5 separate regions of the Mus musculus genome follow, and all the other regions are linked to region 3. A link is a contact called in public HiCAR-type, HiChIP or PLAC-seq and promoter capture Hi-C data. All regions are on one chromosome and are shown on one strand. The core of a region is the stretch at or near the end of the contact, and the rest is flanking DNA. Distances in the headings are between cores, read along the strand shown.

What was found. Promoter capture Hi-C pulls out the DNA fragments that hold promoters and counts their contacts. HiCAR-type assays count read pairs that join an accessible place to other places. HiChIP or PLAC-seq counts read pairs in DNA pulled down with a chosen protein or histone mark.
Region 1: a promoter capture Hi-C map of pre-B cells shows a contact between it and region 3, with 14 times the contacts expected there. The contact joins the promoter of Mdrl here to the promoter of Pgrmc1 in region 3. A contact is called at or near these places in 15 of 39 promoter capture datasets (the 3T3-L1 cell line, cranial neural crest, embryonic stem cells and 10 more), 5 of 484 Hi-C or Micro-C datasets (CD4 T cells, embryonic somatosensory cortex, granulocyte-monocyte progenitors and 1 more), 9 of 115 datasets of contacts at active chromatin or transcription factors (T-cell acute lymphoblastic leukemia, effector CD8 T cells, embryonic forebrain and 4 more) and 1 of 9 other capture datasets (liver).
Region 2: a contact with region 3 is called in an H3K27ac HiChIP or PLAC-seq map of embryonic stem cells, with 3 times the contacts expected there. The contact joins the enhancer-like site here to the promoter of Pgrmc1 in region 3. A contact is called at or near these places in 8 of 39 promoter capture datasets (the C10 cell line, the HPC-7 cell line, cranial neural crest and 4 more), 1 of 484 Hi-C or Micro-C datasets (CD4 T cells) and 3 of 115 datasets of contacts at active chromatin or transcription factors (embryonic stem cells, large pre-B cells and stem cell-derived neural progenitor cells).
Region 4: a contact with region 3 is called in a HiCAR-type map of embryonic stem cells, with 3 times the contacts expected there. The contact joins the enhancer-like site here to the promoter of Pgrmc1 in region 3. A contact is called at or near these places in 9 of 39 promoter capture datasets (the 3T3-L1 cell line, cranial neural crest, embryonic stem cells and 4 more), 2 of 484 Hi-C or Micro-C datasets (embryonic somatosensory cortex and liver), 7 of 115 datasets of contacts at active chromatin or transcription factors (embryonic forebrain, embryonic stem cells, hepatocytes and 2 more) and 3 of 9 other capture datasets (embryonic stem cells, liver and pancreatic islet).
Region 5: an H3K4me3 HiChIP or PLAC-seq map of embryonic stem cells shows a contact between it and region 3, with 19 read pairs. The contact joins the promoter of Slc25a43 here to the promoter of Pgrmc1 in region 3. A contact is called at or near these places in 10 of 39 promoter capture datasets (the 3T3-L1 cell line, the C10 cell line, cranial neural crest and 6 more), 2 of 484 Hi-C or Micro-C datasets (CD4 T cells and embryonic stem cells), 8 of 115 datasets of contacts at active chromatin or transcription factors (embryonic stem cells, large pre-B cells, memory CD8 T cells and 1 more) and 3 of 9 other capture datasets (adipose tissue, embryonic stem cells and pancreatic islet).

The regions. Positions count from the first base shown.
Region 1 is chrX:36,815,176-36,818,629 of GRCm38.p6, forward strand. Mdrl (mitochondrial dynamic related lncRNA) reads right to left here and starts at 2,025. Exons shown (of 2, transcript NR_131979.1): 1 at 1,551-2,025; 2 at 1-155.
Region 2 is chrX:36,761,638-36,765,189 of GRCm38.p6, forward strand. The region is part of intron 3 of Slc25a43 (solute carrier family 25, member 43); the gene reads left to right. Among named protein-coding and RNA genes, the nearest start is that of Gm23613, 13 kb to the right of the region's middle. Within about 2 kb of position 2,209, at least 36 of the 459 cell types and tissues checked have an H3K27ac peak or open chromatin away from gene starts, as enhancers often do. A contact at or near this core is called in embryonic stem cells, liver and stem cell-derived neural progenitor cells, where this site is marked.
Region 3 is chrX:36,596,491-36,599,887 of GRCm38.p6, forward strand. Pgrmc1 (progesterone receptor membrane component 1) reads left to right here and starts at 1,703. Exons shown (of 3, transcript NM_016783.4): 1 at 1,703-2,124. The coding sequence starts at 1,797.
Region 4 is chrX:36,831,621-36,835,094 of GRCm38.p6, forward strand. It overlaps a transcript of C330007P06Rik not described here. Among named protein-coding and RNA genes, the nearest start is that of Mdrl, 16 kb to the left of the region's middle. Within about 2 kb of position 2,146, at least 45 of the 459 cell types and tissues checked have an H3K27ac peak or open chromatin away from gene starts, as enhancers often do. A contact at or near this core is called in embryonic stem cells, where this site is marked.
Region 5 is chrX:36,741,500-36,745,237 of GRCm38.p6, forward strand. It overlaps Slc25a43 (solute carrier family 25, member 43), which reads left to right and starts at 2,133. Exons shown (of 5, transcript NM_001085497.2): 1 at 2,133-2,519. The coding sequence starts at 2,245.

The DNA.
Region 1 (3,454 bases), core at 775-3,274, 220 kb after region 3:
CAGAGGGCGTTTTCCTTCTGAGACATTCATTTCATACCCTTTGCACAGGACAGGGTGAAGGGCAGGGTAAGAAACTCAAACCTCCAGCTCGTGAGATGCTTCAGTGGCTAAGATCACTTGCGATTAAACTTGACAACCTGTTTGATGCCCAGGACCTACAGGATGGAAGAAGAGAGCCAACTCCTAGAACATACAAGTCATGGCACATAAGCACTCACACAGACACACCCTCACCCTCACATAAACACATACAAAATAAAAATAAATAAGTGTAATAAAGGAAAGAAGCCCAAACTTGTGAGTGAAAAGACACCTCTTTTGCCTTAGGCAGCTTTCTTTCATTTCCTTCCTAAGATTTTGGAAAACGAAAAACACTTGAAAATAACTGTCTTGGCTAAAACCCAGCATTCTGGCTCAAGACAGGAAGAGAAACTGTCAATTCAGTCTATACCCTGTCTCCTCCCTTGCCAACACCCCAATACCATAACAATGCTTTTGGGAAGCTGAGGCAGAAGGACTCCCACTTGCTTAAGGTCAGCTTCGACTACATTGTGAGGTTTTTTTTTTTTTTTTTTTTTTTTGGTTTTTCGAGACAAGGTTTCTCTGTATATCCCTGGCTGTCCTGGAACTCACTCTGTAGACCAGGCTGGCCTCGAACTCAGAAATCCGCCTGCCTCTGCCTCCCGAGTGCTGGGATCAAAGGCGTGCGCCACCACGCCCGGCTCTACATTGTGAGTTTTAAACAAGCTGGGGATACAGTAAGTGCTTATTTAGGAATAAAAAGAAAGAAAAGGTAAGTTAAGATAGAAGAAAGGAAGACAGGAAGGAGGGAACGAAATAAACAAAACATCTAGCTTTCTTACATATTTACATAAGCATCTCTCCCTCATTTTCATTTATTTATTTGTGCGTGAAGCTGGGTATTAACATTTCGTCTAGGCTCTGCCCCACAGTTACCTGGCTGTTGCCAGGTATGCCTGACTCACTATAAAAGGGGCTGCTTGCTCCCTCCTCACTATCGTACCCTCCCTTCTCTGCCCCTTCTCTCCCCATTCCTCTCCCTGTCTCTCTCCACGTGTTCATGGCCGGCCTCTACTCCTCTTCCCCCCACCCCCCCTCTGTCTCTACTCCCTTCCCATGCCCTAAATAAACTCTATTCCATACTATACTCGTCATGTGATTGGTCCCTCAGTGGGGGAAGGGATGCCTCAGCATGGGCCCCCGCAGAGGCACCCTCTTCCCCAGCACCATACCGCGCCTCTACCAAACATCCCTGGCTTCCTTTTCTTTTTTTATAAAACACAACACTAGGAATCACTTATTCCTGCACGGGCAACATGTATAACCCTACAGTGCCAAAGTCCCAACGCATAACTGACTTGCAGGTACCAGGTCATCACTCTCCCTCCCAAGCTGGTACCCAACCTCTCACAGGCCATCTGTGTTACCTCCACATTCTGACAGCCCCTCCCTCCTCATTCCCCTTGGAGGCCATCCATGCATAAACAAACATGCAGCATTTTAGACCCGATGAAATCATCCTTACTCACGTTTATATTCAGGGCGACTAGCAGAGTGCAGAACCTATGTGTGCCTTTGAAACAGTCACTTGATTGACTAACCACAAAGGTGACCTAACTGTCTTGGAGAAGTGTCTGCATTCAGGGCTCAGGTTCAGTCAGGATTTCCCAAGACTAAAATTCACAGAATAAAATAAAACCACTCTGTCCTTGCTTAATATAAACAATTCATTCTCTTTCGGGATAGCGCTCAGAGTGCCCAGATGCGCGTGTTCTCTTCCCTACTCTGTACAGAGTATTAAGGCAGAGCTTAGGCCTGGCTCTTCCGTAGTTGATGATTCCCTAAGAGGACGGATGAAGAGACTGGGGTAACTCTCACCCACAGGGACTCCTTCCGCACAGTTGGAAATTAAAGCGCAGGAGTTTAGCCAGTGCTGTTATCTCAGGTTTCCTCAGCCCCTCCCAGGGCTAGCTTTCCCAGACAGCACTGCCTCCCCTTCTCGCTGCCCTCCTCCCCTCCCCCACCTTTCTCACTCCCCACCTCACCCCGCCCCCACACTACTATGGCAAGGCGGAAGGGCTGGCTTTCTGCACTTGATCCCTAGTAAAGAGCCCAAGGAAGAAAGGAGAAGGGAGGAGAGGCAGCTGCCTCTCAGCCTGCCCTATTCTGACTGGCTGATCAGCTCAAGGAGGCAGCAGAGCAGAATGGTATAGAAAAGAGACCAGAGTCGCCCCAGGCAGGAATTCTGACTCTACCGCTTACAAATGGTGTGCTGTAGGGCACGCCGCTTTGTTTCTTTGTGTTTCCATTTCTTTGACTGTAAAGCGTGGAGGACTGACAGCTGGACCCTTTTTAAAGAACCAAGCTAGGAACGCAATGAATGAGTCAAAAGACTGGGAAGCCTTTAAGAGTGCCCGGCATATAGTAAATGCAATATGTGTTGTTTTGTAAAGTGTAATCGTTTTATTAATTCTTTGAGACTCAGCCCCTAACTACTCACAGATTTACCTCCCACCTCGTTCCTACCTTCTTTCTTTCTCTCTCTCTCTCTTTTTTTTTTCAAGACAAGTGTTTCTCTGTGTAACAGCCCTGGCTATCCTGGAACTCGTTTTGTGGACTAGGCGCACCTCGAACTCAGAGAGATCTGATTGCCTCTGCCCCACAAGTGTGCCACTATATCCTATTAATTTTTAATACAATATTTGAATGATCTCAATATATAAAATGCAGTTTGATCACAATCACTCCCACTGCCTAATAATTCCTCCTGGATCCATCCCCACTGCCCCAGCCCCTGCCCACTTTCATGTTTTCCCTTTTTAAAAGGGACAAAAACAAAAAAAATTAAAAAAAAAAACCCACTGAGTTCAATTTGTATTGCCCATATACGAATGTGTGTGGGTTTTTTTTTTTTGTGTTTTTTTGTTTGTTTGTTTGGTTGGTTGGTTCTTGTTGCTTTTTCAGAGGCAGTGTCACATAATCCAGTTTGGCTTCAAACTTACTATAGAGCTGGAGATAACCTTGAACCTCTGATCCTTCCAGTTCCACCTCCCGAGGGTTGGACTGCAAGGCACTATTCCTGCTTTCTCTCTCTCTCTCTCTCTCTCCTCTCAACCATCTGTAATGAGATTTGATGCCCTCTTCTGTGGTTTCTGAAAACAGCTACAGTGTACTTATGTATAATAAATAAATCTTTTTTAAAAACATAATTATAGCCGGGCAGTGGTGGCGCATGCCTTTAATCCCAGCACTTGGGAGGAAGAGGCAGGCAAATTTCTGAGTTCGAGGCCAGCCTGATCTACAGAGTGAGTTCCAGGACAGCCAGGGCTACACAGAGAAACCCTGTCTTGAAAAAACAACAACAACAACAACAAAAAACATAATTATATTTTAAAAAAGACTGGTCCAGACTACATAGTGAGACTCTTGTCTC
Region 2 (3,552 bases), core at 959-3,458, 170 kb after region 3:
ACATGCATTTTATCCTGCTTTTCTTTTGCTTGCTTGGCCCTGCTAGAGGATGGAGAGGTAAATAATTTATGCATGCGCATGTTTTGAGAGAATGTTTCTCGGGGAGAAGGGTCAGTTGTATGTGGAATGAAATGCCTCTACCTTGTGTGCTTTCACGGACCCTAATGCCACCCTGCCTGAAATCTCCTTTTCCACGTGTCTGTACATTTTAACTCCAGCTCCTCTGGATACAGCCTGGCCCTTCTATCTGCATCTCCACCTGGCTAAGACCCTGGGCCAGAAGATGCTGGCAGCACTAAGTGTATTAAAGAAACAATAGGCTGGGCATAGTGGCATAACCTTTAGGGAGGCAGAGGCAGGTGGATTTTTGTGAGTTTGAAGGTAACCTTGTCTACATAGCAAGTTCAAAGCCAGTCAGACCTACACAGTGAGCTACTGTCTCAAAGGGGTGGGGAGGGTGAAGAAAAGGAAAGGATTTAATACAAGAAAGTATAAGATGGAAGAAATGTTGACAACAAATATTTTATGTGATTAATCTATAAGCCCTATTAAGAACCAAAGAATTATGGGGGGGGGGGGAACTATAATAGTTCCATAGGCAGGTGTATGTGAAAGAGAAGGAGAGGCAGGCTGGGAACACTTTGCTGGGAGTCTGGGGAACAGCTTCGAACATGGGACCTGGAGTCTGGTAGGCCTTATGAAAGAATCAGGAAGGAGGTCCACGAACCCTCCCTCCACTCTGTTGCTCCTATTAGTTATCTCCATTTCACCAAATACAAACCCATGTGCCGTCCTGTTGATTTATACCCCAGTGGACTTTGCCCCCACCACAACTCACAGGGTAAGCAGGATTAGGCCAAGTCAGCATTTGAACTGAAAGTGCATAAAATGAAGGACAAAGGTGGTATCCAAGTGGCACAGCTCAGTGAGCAGAACACACATGGTCAGTGAATAAACAGAGGCCCCAGCCTGCTCAAATAGCCTCCACTCGGACCGCAATGGATACCACCTTGAGCAAGCTTTGCAGATACACAGTCACTTCATTAACCCACTCGGGGCTTCTAATGCTCCATCCTATGTCTTCACCCCCGCCTCCCTCCTCAGTCCTGAGCTCATGGTTCTCACAGCCTGCTGATTTGGACCGCTGAGTAGCACATCTTCACGATCACTTCCAACCCACTGTCTATCAAAGTTACCCATGTTCCCCTAAAACTGTCTTTCTAGACTTTTCCCTTTCTGGGCCATCAGTGTCCTAGATAGCCAAGCTAAGCATCCAGAAGTTAGGCTTGCCTCTGCCGTCCCTTCATCCAACCAACCCAAAGTTCATTTGCTTCTGCATTCATAAGTCTCCTACATGGGTCCTTTTTTTTTTTTTTATTGCCCTGACTCCCAGTCAAAGTCCTTATCAGCTCATAGTGCAGCACATACTGTTCTCTATGAGTGATTCTAAACGTGACTATTAGTACTGAGTGGGAAGATATAGTAGGCACCGGGCCAAGTGGATGTTCATTATGTCATCCAATCCTTACAACAATTCACAAAGTAAGCACTGTTGTTACTATATCTGCGTGTGAGTGCCTGTGTGTGTGTGTGTGTGTGTGTGTGTGTGTGTGTGTGTGTGTGTCACAGTGCACATACAGAAAGAAGTCAGACAACTTACGGGAGTCAGAGATCTCTGTCCGCCACGCAGGGCAGGTTCTGGAGCTTAAACTCAGATCGTCAAGTCTTGGCAGCAAGCACTTTTACCTGTTGAGCCATCTTGCCTATTGAGATGAGAAAACTGAGGCACTGTAGATTACAAGCCCATCTTTGAGCAACGGAACTGGGACAAAGGCCATGCATGCAGGTTTGCCTCCCGGATCAGAGCTCACTTCAGTCCATGGGTTTCTTGCAGAACAAATGTTCTTTTGCCCTGTCACTGTGGCTCCTCTATCACCTTTAGAGAATAAAGGCCGGCCCATTAGCTTGGCATGTTTCCCTCACCGACTTCACTGTGCGTGCTGTATAGAAGCCCTTTGTATAGGGAGTTGCAGAATCAAATGTCTGTAAGAATTCAGAAACAGCATGGACAGGAGAGCTAGGGAGACCCAGATAACGGGCACTCAGCCCCAAACAATAAGCCTTTAAATGCATTCTAAGCCATCGTGCCTTTTGAAAGCATTCTGGAGAACTAAACTCTCTGCTCACAGAATGTGATTAGCATTTAAATATGCGTAGCAGAAAAGAGTGAAGTGAGCTGGTGGAGGCTGCAGCTAAACTGCAAGAGTCTCCTCTCAGAAGGATGGTTGCCATTTAGAAATGCAAGCCCAGTTTTCAAGGGAGCCCCTAAATTTACATCCAGATTGTGATGTGAAATCTTTCTTTCTTTTTTTTTTTTTTTAAGGCTGCAAATAAAAAGTACTGTCTGGGCAAAGCACAACATGCCTTCTTTTGGCCTCTGTTCAATTGAAGCATCCAGTTGCAATAGTGAAGAAGTTCCCCTCCCCCAAGCCCTGAAGACCAAACGTATTTTATATTCTGGTCAACAGGCCTTTGTTCCTGCAGCTACCTCTCTCTGCCTAAGCATCACTTCTGTCTCTGTAAAGGTTCAACTGAACTTACGTTGGTAGTAGTATCTGTTGCTTTTGTTTGCTGGCTTTTCCCACCCATAAGGCACACATTTTCAGATAATGCATAAAGGCAGCTATTTAAGCCTTTGAGAACCACAATGCAGGCACTCTAGCCCACTGGAGAGGGAGTCCTGGGGAAGAAGAAACTAAATTAACTATAGGGTACCTTCTCTGAAAAGGTGGATGCTGTTTTTCACTGACTCCCTCTTCTACTCCCATGTCTATGGGCACAGTCGTTGTATTCCCAAAAGTTGTGGGTGAGTAACTCCTTTTAAAGGGTGCTGTTAGCCTCACCGTGGGTCCTCTCACTTTGACAATTTTCTTCCATAGCATTTTTTCCTCTTTTACCCTTTTTTATCTCAACATCATTGCTCTGCTGTCCCTTCCCTGCCAAAACTACCTCCTGGTAGCAGCTATCTTATTTTCCCAAGCAGAAATAGTCTCCTCAATGCCAGTGTCTTCGTTTGCTTAGTTTTGAGCATCCCTACTCTGGAACTCTGAAAACCAAAATACTCTAAAGTCAGAAACTTGGAGCATCCACATGATGGAAGATTCCACAACTGATCTCAAGTAAAGGACTGCAAACAAATACAGACACGCTGGAAAGACTGTCGATGGGGTGGGGGAGATGGTTATTACATACGCACAAGGGCTTCAGTTTGAATTCCTCAAACCTGTATAAAGCTAGGCATGACAGTAGTGTACTCTAAAATTCTAGCACTCCTCTTTTGAGATAGGGGACAGAATTAAAGGAATCCACAGAAACTCGTGGCCCAGATGGCCTCACCTGCACAGCAGTAAACAGAGATGCTATGTATCTAATAAGACAGAACTGAGGACCACATCTGAGATGTCCTCTAACCTCCACACATAAGACCCAGCACACATGTACCATCACACAGACACACACACACCATATACACATGCATATGAATATATGATA
Region 3 (3,397 bases), core at 453-2,952:
TTAAATATTTATTTATTTATTATATGTAAGTACACTGTAGCTGTCTTCAGACACACCAGAAGAGGGCATCAGATTTCATTACAGATGGTTATGAGCCACCATGTGGTTGCTGGGATTTGAACTCATGACCTTTGGAAGAGCAGTCGGCACTCTTAACCGCTGAGCCATCTCACCAGCCCCCTTTTTTTTTTTTTTTTTTTGGCCATATTAGTTTCAAATGAAAACATTTTTCACAAGTTTGTTATTTTTTAAGAAATATCTTTGCTGCTCACAGTACTCTGTGAAAGGGATAACTGGATTCTAACCGGAGCTGAGTGCTCTCAGTTTGAGCTTGTTTCATGATGATTAAGTTGAAGAGTTTTGACAAAAGATCTGGAGGGGCCGGTTTAGCTAATCCTAAATTTAGCTCTGGGGGAAAAAATGTGTGGGCTGGATATAAAGAGTGTTTGACTCATTACACTTTAAGAAGATGGGGGGGGGCAGGGATTACAGCAGTGTTTGCCAAAAGTTTTCAGAATTTAGCCAATTCTCTGCACAAATCTCTTGCATGTAAGTGGTGTACAAACAGGATTGTATGGAAAAGTCGTGCCCTGCTCTGCAGATGTGTGCATGGCTTGGTTTTAATTATTCTCCTTTTTCTTATGTTACCGTTTCCCAATTACAATTTAAGGGGGGGGGCAGCCAGATTAGGTCTCTGAAAAATAGGCACAATCCTTGTTCCATAGAGGCCTGCTCCCGTGCAGCCTGTTTGCACACCAGAAGCCTGGGAATCTAAAAAGATAAAATCTAGGATCCTTCCAAACTCCAGCGTTTATCAGGGGCTGTGCTCAGGGTTACAGTGACTGCCAAGGGTAGTTTCCACAGACTTCAAATAGAAGAATGCTGTCAAGCAACGGAACTTTGAACATTATTCTGGTATTTCTATAGAAAAAAAAGGCTCAACAACAGAATGTCAGTTGTTGATTACTGGTGCCTTGTGACTAAGCATAATTGATGATTTCAAAAAGAAAAAAAAAAACTTTAAGAACAAACGCAAAATCTGGCGATCTGAGCTCCAGATTTTATAGAATTGACAGGCCTGTTACCTGACTGGCTGTCCTTTGGGTGTTAGTCCCACAGCTTTTGGGCAAGAATTGGAGGCGAACCATCCCAAAATGGATGTTCGAATAGTCTAGGACTGTAAGGTGAAAAGGAGTTGAAGGCATGATATTAGAGTATCCCAAAACAGCTACCTGGCTCTAAGGGTATGGCCCAGGGGAGAGAGTATAAGGGGCTTTAAAATAGAAGCGAAGCAAGAGAAATGCGACCTCATTTTAACTGACGTCATTTGCCGCGAGGAGCGGGCCCTAAAGTCAAGGCTTCCCCACAGGGTCAGCGGGAAGCTACCCACTGTACCCAAGAGACTGAGCTGTGTGTCTGCGAGCTGCACTATGATCTGAGGGTGCCCGGAAACCGGGGCAGAGGCCCAGCAGGTAGAACAGAGAGGTGGGCTGGGCTCGGTGGCCCTGGTTGACGGAGCGGTTGAGGGAGAAAGACCAAGACCCCCGAGGCTACATAGGGGGCCCGAAGCAGAGGCCGAACCAGGCCCAGCTTGCCCGAGCCAGCCCGAGCAGGGCGGGGCGCTTAGGTGGCCGCGAAGGGCGGGGGCTTATAGGCTCCGCCCCCGGAGCCCCGCCCCTCCCGAGCTTTTCTTCCTCTGTCAAAGAACGCTGCGCGCCACTGTTCGCTGGGAGGGCGGAGGAAGCGGACTGTTCCGGAGCTCTGCCTAGCCGGGCCCAACCTTTGCTCCAGAGATCATGGCTGCCGAGGATGTGGTGGCGACTGGCGCCGACCCGAGCGAGCTAGAGGGCGGCGGGCTGCTGCACGAGATTTTCACGTCTCCTCTCAACCTGCTCCTCCTGGGCCTCTGCATCTTCCTGCTCTACAAGATCGTTCGCGGGGACCAGCCCGGTGCCAGTGGCGACAACGACGACGACGAACCACCCCCGCTGCCCCGCCTCAAGCGGCGCGACTTCACCCCTGCCGAGCTGAGGCGTTTCGATGGCGTCCAGGACCCGCGCATTCTCATGGCCATCAACGGCAAGGTGTTCGACGTGACCAAAGGCCGCAAGTTCTACGGGCCTGGTACGGAGGCAGGGCCAGGGGGTCGTGGAGACAAAAGAGGGGACCCTGGCGTGGAAGCGGGGCGGGAGAGAGGCCGGGGGAGGTGGGGCGCCCCCGTGGGAGGGTCGGAGGGAAGGCGGGCAGCAATGGGAGCGGGCCGGGGGCACGAGGCTCTGGGTGGGTGGGGGTGCGTACGGGGGGATGGGATGCCCGAATGAGGCTGAGCCTTGGAAACCGCGGGTGGGAGGGACAGCGAGGTCCGAAGCCCCGGGATATTAGGGAACTTTTCGAAGGTAGTGGGCTTTGGGGCGGGGGTCCTGAAAAGAGGGGGAGACTTCGGATTTGAGGGGAAAAAATGAAGGTGTCTCCAGAGAGGCCCAGACACTTGAGAAGACGTGGAGGCCGATGACGCCGGAGGAGCCATGGTGGAATGTAAGGGTGTGTAAAGAGAGAAAGTGGAGAAGGGGATTAGTGTCAGGTAAAGCAGCATTGTTCCTGGCGGAGAATGTGTGTGTGTGTGTGTGTGTGTGTGTGTGTGTGTGTACACTGTGTGCATGCGCAGTGAATGTGTGTTTGGTGTACACCGTTTGTCTGGGGGGTGGCGCTTGGAATGTGACATGTGTTAGGTATGTCTTTGGTATGTGTATGTGCGTGCAGAGTGGGGTGGACTCAGGCTGGATGATGAATAAGCGACCAAGCTTGGTTGGATGCATTAAGAGCAGTGTGTGGTGGACTATGGTAACATGGTGAGATGGTCAGAAACACCATATTTAGTGTATGATAGAGTGGGGAGACTGGGAGGTGGAAAAAATAAAATGAAATGAAACGGGGGTGGGAGGGAGGAGTGGAAGGGTCCTGAGAAACAATAGGGTAAGGCTGTGAAGCCCGATGGGTGGGGGGATTTCAGGAAAAGCCAACCAAGGGGAAAACAAGAGATGGACAACTCCCCAGAAATGAGGCTTTTCCAAACTGGATTGCCTATCACAATCACCTGATGCTTATGAAAAATACAGATTCTTGGCCTGACCATCCATAGCCACACTTAGATCTCTGGGGCAGGGGAGAGGGCTAAAAAGATCTACATTTTACTCCTCTGCTGTAGGGAAATGGGGAATCAGCCAGATTTAGAAAGCCCTGCTTTCTAGAACATTTAGAGAGGAAGAAGAGGCTTTAGCTCTCCCAATATGGATTCCTCTAAGCACCAGGAACTCGGGGCTGGGGGGTGGGTATGTTCACATGCTCATTGGTCTGAGAGGGAAGACTAGCCAGCACTAATCCAAACCAGACATACCCA
Region 4 (3,474 bases), core at 896-3,395, 240 kb after region 3:
CTAGCAATTCAGAAACCCTGGGTTCCATCTCCTGCATAAAAAGAAGAGGGGGGAGGAGGAGGGCCAGAGCACAGTCTCACACACAGCTGGAGACAAAAACAGATTGCCTTAGAGTATTTGGGACCATGCAAGTCTGTCACAGGCCATAGACAGGATGTTTCTGCAGCACTAAATTGTGAGACAGGAGCATCTGTCTTCCGTCTCTCATCACAGCCCTTGTTCCCTCCCTCCCCCCTTCCTTCTCATTCATACTTCAATGACTCATTTATGCAACAAGCACTTACTTGAGTGATAAAGCGCACGCCAAACCCTGTACTGGGTTCTGGCATGAAACCGCTGGCTTCAAGGAATTCAAATTGAGAGGTACCAGGGAGGGAGTGCTAAGTTCACTAGATGTCTGTGAAGAGGAGGGACAGGGCAAGGGTCTAAATTAGCTTCTGAGAGTCTGGAAAGTTGGGAAAGGCATTCAAGGCTCTGTGGAGGAAGGAAAGTCAGCAGGGTTTAGGGTATTTTCCCAAAGCGGGAGGGCAGGTTCAAAGAAGGCCCTGGAATGACTTCAAGTAGTGAATTATAGCAGAATGGCAGGTGTGGTGAAGCCAGGTAGGTAAGGTAGGTTTGAGAGGGGTGGCAACAGATAGAAACCCTACTTCATTCTGAAGGCAGCAGGAAGCTACTGGAGACATTTTGAGCAGAGAACTGCCAGGATCCAGACTGCTTGCTTTAAAGCTGTGGTTCTCAACCTGTTTAATGCTGAAACCCTTTAATACAACTCCTCATATTGTGGCGACCCCAACTATAAAATCATTTTCATTGCTACTTCATAACCATAATTTTGCTACTGTTATGAATCATAATGGAAATACATGATATGCAGGATATTTGATATGTGGCCCTGTGAAAGGGTTGGTTGACCCAGAAGGGGCTGAGACCCATAGGTTGAGGACCACCTCTCTGGATGTGGCAGTGTAGCCGATGTGGTCTAGAAATACTGGCAGGGCAGAGGATTAAGGCAGGAGGAGGCTGCTGGCTCACATGGCTTTGAAACCTAACTAGGACATTAGGCAAGAAGAAATGCAGGAATCCGAGAGCCCTTAAAGAAGCAGAGCCACCAGGACAGGGTGGTTTGGGGAAGACGGTTATAAGAGGGAGGGATCATGCCAATGAAATCTGGTCTCTGGCTTGAGTAAGCGGGTACCAGGTAAGGTAGTAGCATTCACTGAAACAAAGAAGACATTCCGGGACAAGGGATAACGGAAGCTACTGTGGCTATGTGGGGTTGAAACACCTGTGGGTCAGTGGAGTGGAGATGACAAATAGTCACTTGAACATGAAAGTGTCTCACTCGGAAGCAGCAGCAAAACCTGAGCTGAAGATATATATCCATTTTGGCATCTTTCCTATGTGTTAATATCAAGGGGAGGGTAGCTGAGGCCACACCTATGAATGCAATCAATGGAAAGAGGGCAAAGAACAGAGCCTTGATGATCACAGGCAGTTAAGGACTAGAAAGTAAAGGGGGGGGTACTCCAAGTGTACCAACACTAGGGGAGGCTGAGACAGAAAGAAGCATTTGTAAATATAAGGTCAGTCTGGACTACATACTGAGACCACATTTCTGTCAACAAACAAAAAGGATAGTTAACCAGTAAAAAGGAGGAAATGGCAGAAGTGAGAAGGGGACTTTACTGAAAATCTATTCAAATTTGTACACCTAAGACAAATTTGACCCGTGAAAGGGTTGCCAGAAAGAGAGGAGTCAAGTGGTAAAGTCCGAGGAGAGGTGGGGGGACCTGTATCCGACATGGATGAATGTTGCCCCTGGGCTGCAGAAGGAGTTCACTGAGGAGCACGTGTCTTTCTTTTATTTATTTTTATTTTACCTGTCGCAATGTTTTGCCTACAAGCATGTCTGTGGACCAGGTGTATGCAGTACCAGAGGGGGCCAGAAGAGGGCGATAGATATCCTAAAACTGAATTGCAAATCGTTTATCCTTTATGTAGGGGCTTGAAAATCCCCACCCCAGGTCCTCTGCCGGAGCAGCAAGTGGTATTAACTACCGAGTCCTCTCTCCACCCCACCCCATCCCATCCCCATACAGACTCTCGGGTAATATCAGCCACAGGGGGTTTATCGGAGAGTTCTCAGGGGATTACCATGTGGGAAAGGATGCATAGAGACAGGCCTAAAGGAGCCAGGGGACTAGGGCCCAGGCTCCAGCTTTTGCGAAGCTCCGAAACTAGAAGACTGGGCTTCAGTCAGCCCGGTGGTTGTATACAGGCTACCGCGAGGAAACCGTGCCCTTGGGAAAGTGGTCCTCCTCAGCGGAGGCAGTCCCACAGGGGCCTGAGAGCGCAAGGCAGAGCTCTTAAGAGCAGCAAGGAAGCGCATCTCAGCATCCACCACAGGGAGGAAGAGAGTATTGTTGCACTGGTGTTGGTCTGAGGCGGAGGCATTCAGACTGTTAGACTGAATTCTGCTCTGAGAAAACAGAAAACAATCTTCCTGCTGAAAGGCTCAGGGTTGAGGGGCGCTGGCGGGAGGAGAATGGAATGGCTGCTTCAGGATACTGAAGGAGAGCTGACCAGGGACTCACAATGTGTTTGCCAAGGGGTATTGGTTTTTCTGTTGACTCTAGAGAATATATCATTCTAGCTGAATCAAACGGTTCAAATTCCTAGGCTCTCTTGTCTTGGGTCTCTCAGATTTCATTAGTTTGTACCAGGAAATGTCTATACTATTTCAAGGACAATTTATGGGTCTGTGTTTCTAAAAACCCCAAATCTTTACCTAAGGGATTTCCTGAACAAGAATTAAATTAACTATCACTATAGATTTTTCCTTGAGACAGGATCTCTCGTATTCTAGACTAGTTTCAAACTTGCTTTGTGTCTGACGAATGGCCTTGACCTTCTCATCCTCCTGCCTCCACCCCAGTGCGGGGATTACAGGCATGGGCCAGCAAGCATTCTTTATTTGCTGCTAGGGATCAACCCCAAGGCCTTGTGCCTGCTGGGCAAGCATGCTAGGAAGTGCGTCTCCTCTCCCTCTCCTATGACAGTTATTCTGATTACAATAATTACTGATGGTAAAGACAGCAACCTTGCTGATGGACAACAAAACCTGTGTACAGATTAAAACATTATAAACTGATTTAAAAACCTACCCCAGGCTTGACAATGAAGATAAACACTTGTCTACGAGGGATGAATAAACATTATAGGAGTCAGGATTAAACCTAATTGGTAGGCAGATACAATGCACAGGAAATGACAAAGGAACACTAATTATAAAGCTACAAAGAAAAAAAAAGCATTACTACGTGACAAAATAGAAAGTAGCAGGTGGCTCATTACCTATCAAAGTGACAACAGCCAGGTACGCTGTCTGTACAGGATTTATATACATGGTCATTCGAGACTTCACTGAGAAAATTCCTACTTATGGAGAAGTGGTTGTAATGAGAAATTCACTAG
Region 5 (3,738 bases), core at 883-3,382, 150 kb after region 3:
GGAAAATAAGAGCCCATCTTGTCAGCACCTTATCAAGAAAAAGCAGAAGGCATCAAATACGTGCTTTGCTGCTAGTTGCTTTAATGTTCCGTGTATCTGCCTAGAAAAAGAAAATACTCAGGTTGAAATAGACCTTGTCTTTCTTAGCCTAGAGCTTCCAAGGTTTAAAATGGTTCCTGTTTTAAAAATGGCTTCTTTGTCTCTGTGTTGGGAACACTCAAAAATCCTCTTTTGGATTATTTTGAAATCTACAATAAATTATTGCAAATGTTTAAAGTGATGGGTATGCTAATTACCTTGATTTGTTCACTCTATATTGTATCTATGTAACAGAAGCCCCAAGGATTAGAATTTCCCCCTGGGAAAATCTATGCTGGGGTGAAGATAAGCCACTCACAGGAGCCCTGGTACCAGAGGATAAACTGGTCTCTCACGAGTAAAGACTTGTCTCTCTGGCTTCTAATAGCTTGGACTCAGTGTTAAATTTACATATGCATTATTTCCAGCCTGTTGCTTCACCTTTTATAAATCATAACACTAACATGGGCAAAGCAGAGAGGATTCAGAATTTTTGTCTGCTCAGTTCTGGCCAAAATAAAATAAACCCTTCACTTATTTTGGTGCATATGTGTGCAAAGAGGGGAAGGGTGGAGACCGAGCTTGTACATGCCTGTACATACAGAGGCCAGAGGTTAAGATCAAGTGTCTACCTTGATCATTATCTCCACTCTTTTTCAATGGATTGGTTTTACTTATTTATTCTAAATTTAAAATTAGCATGCACAGTAGTTGGTTTCATTCTGTCATTTTCTCTTTCCAGTCTTCTCCCCCATCCCTCTGACACTGCCAGCTTAATTTCTGAGGCAAGTTCTCTTACCAAACCTGGAGTTCACTATTTCAGAAAGACATGGACCACTGTGCCCAACTATTACATGGATGCTAGAGGTCCTCTTGCTTGCCTATCAAGCACATTACCTACTGAGCCATCTCCCCCATTTTTTCAGTAGTGAGATGAGCCACCAAGAACCTGAAATTGCTGGGACATGTGTTCTGATATCATATTGTATCCCATGAAAATGTACAATTAGTGTGTGCCAGATTGGATGGATGTGCTTAGCTTGAAAAGGTTCCATTAGCAACATGAGAATCAATATAGAAAATAAGATGCAAATTTGGGATGTCTTATGCTAACAGTGCGTTTGCTAGCTGTCTCTTTCCTTGTAATTATCATTGTTGAGCCCTTTAAAAAAAACAGAAATAAAATTGGAAAGTTGTTAATATTTTTAAATCCTTCTTAGATTCTGGCAAAGCCACAGTTATCACCTTTTTACCTATATTGTCCTAACCCTTACCTAACAGAATCACTGAATGTATGTACTACTGCCACTATGCAATCCTTGGGTGTGGCCCTTATTAGGTCTAACATTGACCTACATAGGAACCCCGATTCTGCGAGGTAGTGAACACTCAGGCTTGAGCAAGTGTCTCCGTGTCTTAGTTTCCTCTTCTCTACGGCAGCAGCTAGTCATACCCTCATAAGCACCACATACAGACTGGTTACTTCTTCCAGCCACTATTCATTTCATCTTTATAAATTAAATTTTCATTTATTAAATTTTCATTTAATCCTCGAAAGTACCATCTTCATAGTACAGGTGAAGCAACTGGGACACAAAGTGAGCAATCGACTTCCCTACCCTCCTATGACATGTCATCTGCAGAGCTAAGGATTCTAAGGCAGGTAAGGTTCCAAAGCCTTAAGCACACCTATAGTCTCTGAAAAGGAGGCTCTAACAAGTTGTCTACTAGGTAGCAGCAGGTTGTTATTCAAGGTCTGTCTTTTCTGCACTCTGGATTTAAAATAAAAGAAGCCTATGGAAGAGAAGATAGACAGGCGAAGGGGGATGACATAGAATGTGAAAAGGGACCCAGAAGAAGCAAAGTACCTAAGGGAATACCTAAGAAAAACGTGATGCTGGCTAGGCCCAGAAAGAACAGGAAATGGAAGCCTCGGTCTTGCCTATTGCATTGCAAACACACACTAACTGAGCATGCCTCAGATACCTGAGAGAGTCGCCTTTGATCCCACCCTATCCCTGAGGCGCTGCTCGGGTGTGAGCCTGACTTCCCCAGTTCATCTCCCAAGTCCGCCCCACGCCGGGCGGGGCCTGGCCGGACTGCTCTAACTGCCCCCGCGAGCCCAGGGCACCAGCCACGAGGTGGCCGGCACGGGCCTGGGTCAGGATGGCTACGTGGAGACGGGATGGCCGGTTAACCGGCAGCCAGCGGCTCCTGTGTGCGGGGCTGGCCGGGGCGTTCAGCCTCAGCCTCACCGCGCCCCTGGAGCTTGCCACTGTGCTGGCCCAAGTCGGCAAGGTGCAAAGCCACTCCCTGGGGCTGTGGGCCACCGGACGCCGGGTGTGGCTGTCCGAGGGGCCAAGGGCCCTGTGGAAAGGGAATGGCGTGGCCTGCCTGCGCCTCTTCCCCTGCAGCATGGTACAGCTGGCCGCCTACCGAAAGTAAGAGCCCGGTGGGAGGGGTCGGGAGATCGGACTGGAATGGCAAAGCTGCCACCCTGATGAATCCTAAGAAGTCTCAGTTTCCCTTCCTCTGTAAAACCGGATGGGAGTCGGGTGGGGGTGGAGGCTGGCCTTGGGAGGGGGCTACAAGGCCATATGTGTGGCCCCTAGGGTACAGTAGCAGTTTTTCACATGCTCTTGAGATTCTTGCCCTGTGAACTGCAGTTTTGTGACCTCTTGAGTCTTTCTGGGAGGAGGCAGAATTAGCAAATGATATCTGGGGGTAAAGAAACAAAAAGGCTTCCCATGGCGATAAGGTCTATCCATTCCCAACGTCTAGTAACTTGAAAATGTTTGCTTTTCTGGCTTAGGAGAGAACGCTCTCTTTTTTTTGTTTGTTTTTTTTGTTTGTTTGTTTGTTTGTTTCTTGAGACAGGGTTTCTCTGTATAGCTCTGGCTATCCTGAAACTCACTCTGTAGACCAGGCTGGCCTCGAACTCAGAAATCCGCCTGCCTCTGCCTCCGGAGTGCTGGGATTAAAGGCGTGCGCCACCACGCCCGGCAGGAGAGAACACTCTTGATGGTGTGTAAAAAGTGAGACCAGTGTCCTAAGGAGTAAGTGGGTAGTACAGGAAGAAGGACCAGTCTCTTGCCTCAAAAAGAGTTCTGTCCACCATCCCCATCTCCAATCTCAGCCTAACTTGGCTTTAGGATCCAACAGGGTCTGCAGCATCCTTTCTCCAGCAGGGACTTGTCTCCTCAGCCTAATGTTTCCCCCACTCCCAGCTGCCATCCTGCGGCGGCGGTTTCTCACCTTCTCCCACATCAACCACTGCTGCGAGAATAAGAGCTAAAGATGCAAGGGAGTGACCTTAAAAAGAGCTCAAGGATGTTTGCATGGGAGCTAGAAAGGAAGCCTAAAAAAGGAAGTCAGTGATGACGGCTCTGAGGGGAGGGTCTGTTTCCCTATTGGGGACGATGGTCTGTAAGTTCCTCATTCGCTAGGCACAGGGCCAGCTCTAAAGACTGGCCTTAGCTCTGAATTAGACATGCAGCCTACAGGCAGGAGGTGGTCAAGACACTTTTTGTTTTGTTTTTACTTTGTTCCCAGGGCTGGAAGTAAAACCCCAGGCCTTGGAGCAGCTAGTGATGTGCTTTATTTCTTTTTTTTTTTTGGGGGGGGGGGGCGGGTTGAGACAGGGTTTCTCTGTGTAGCCCT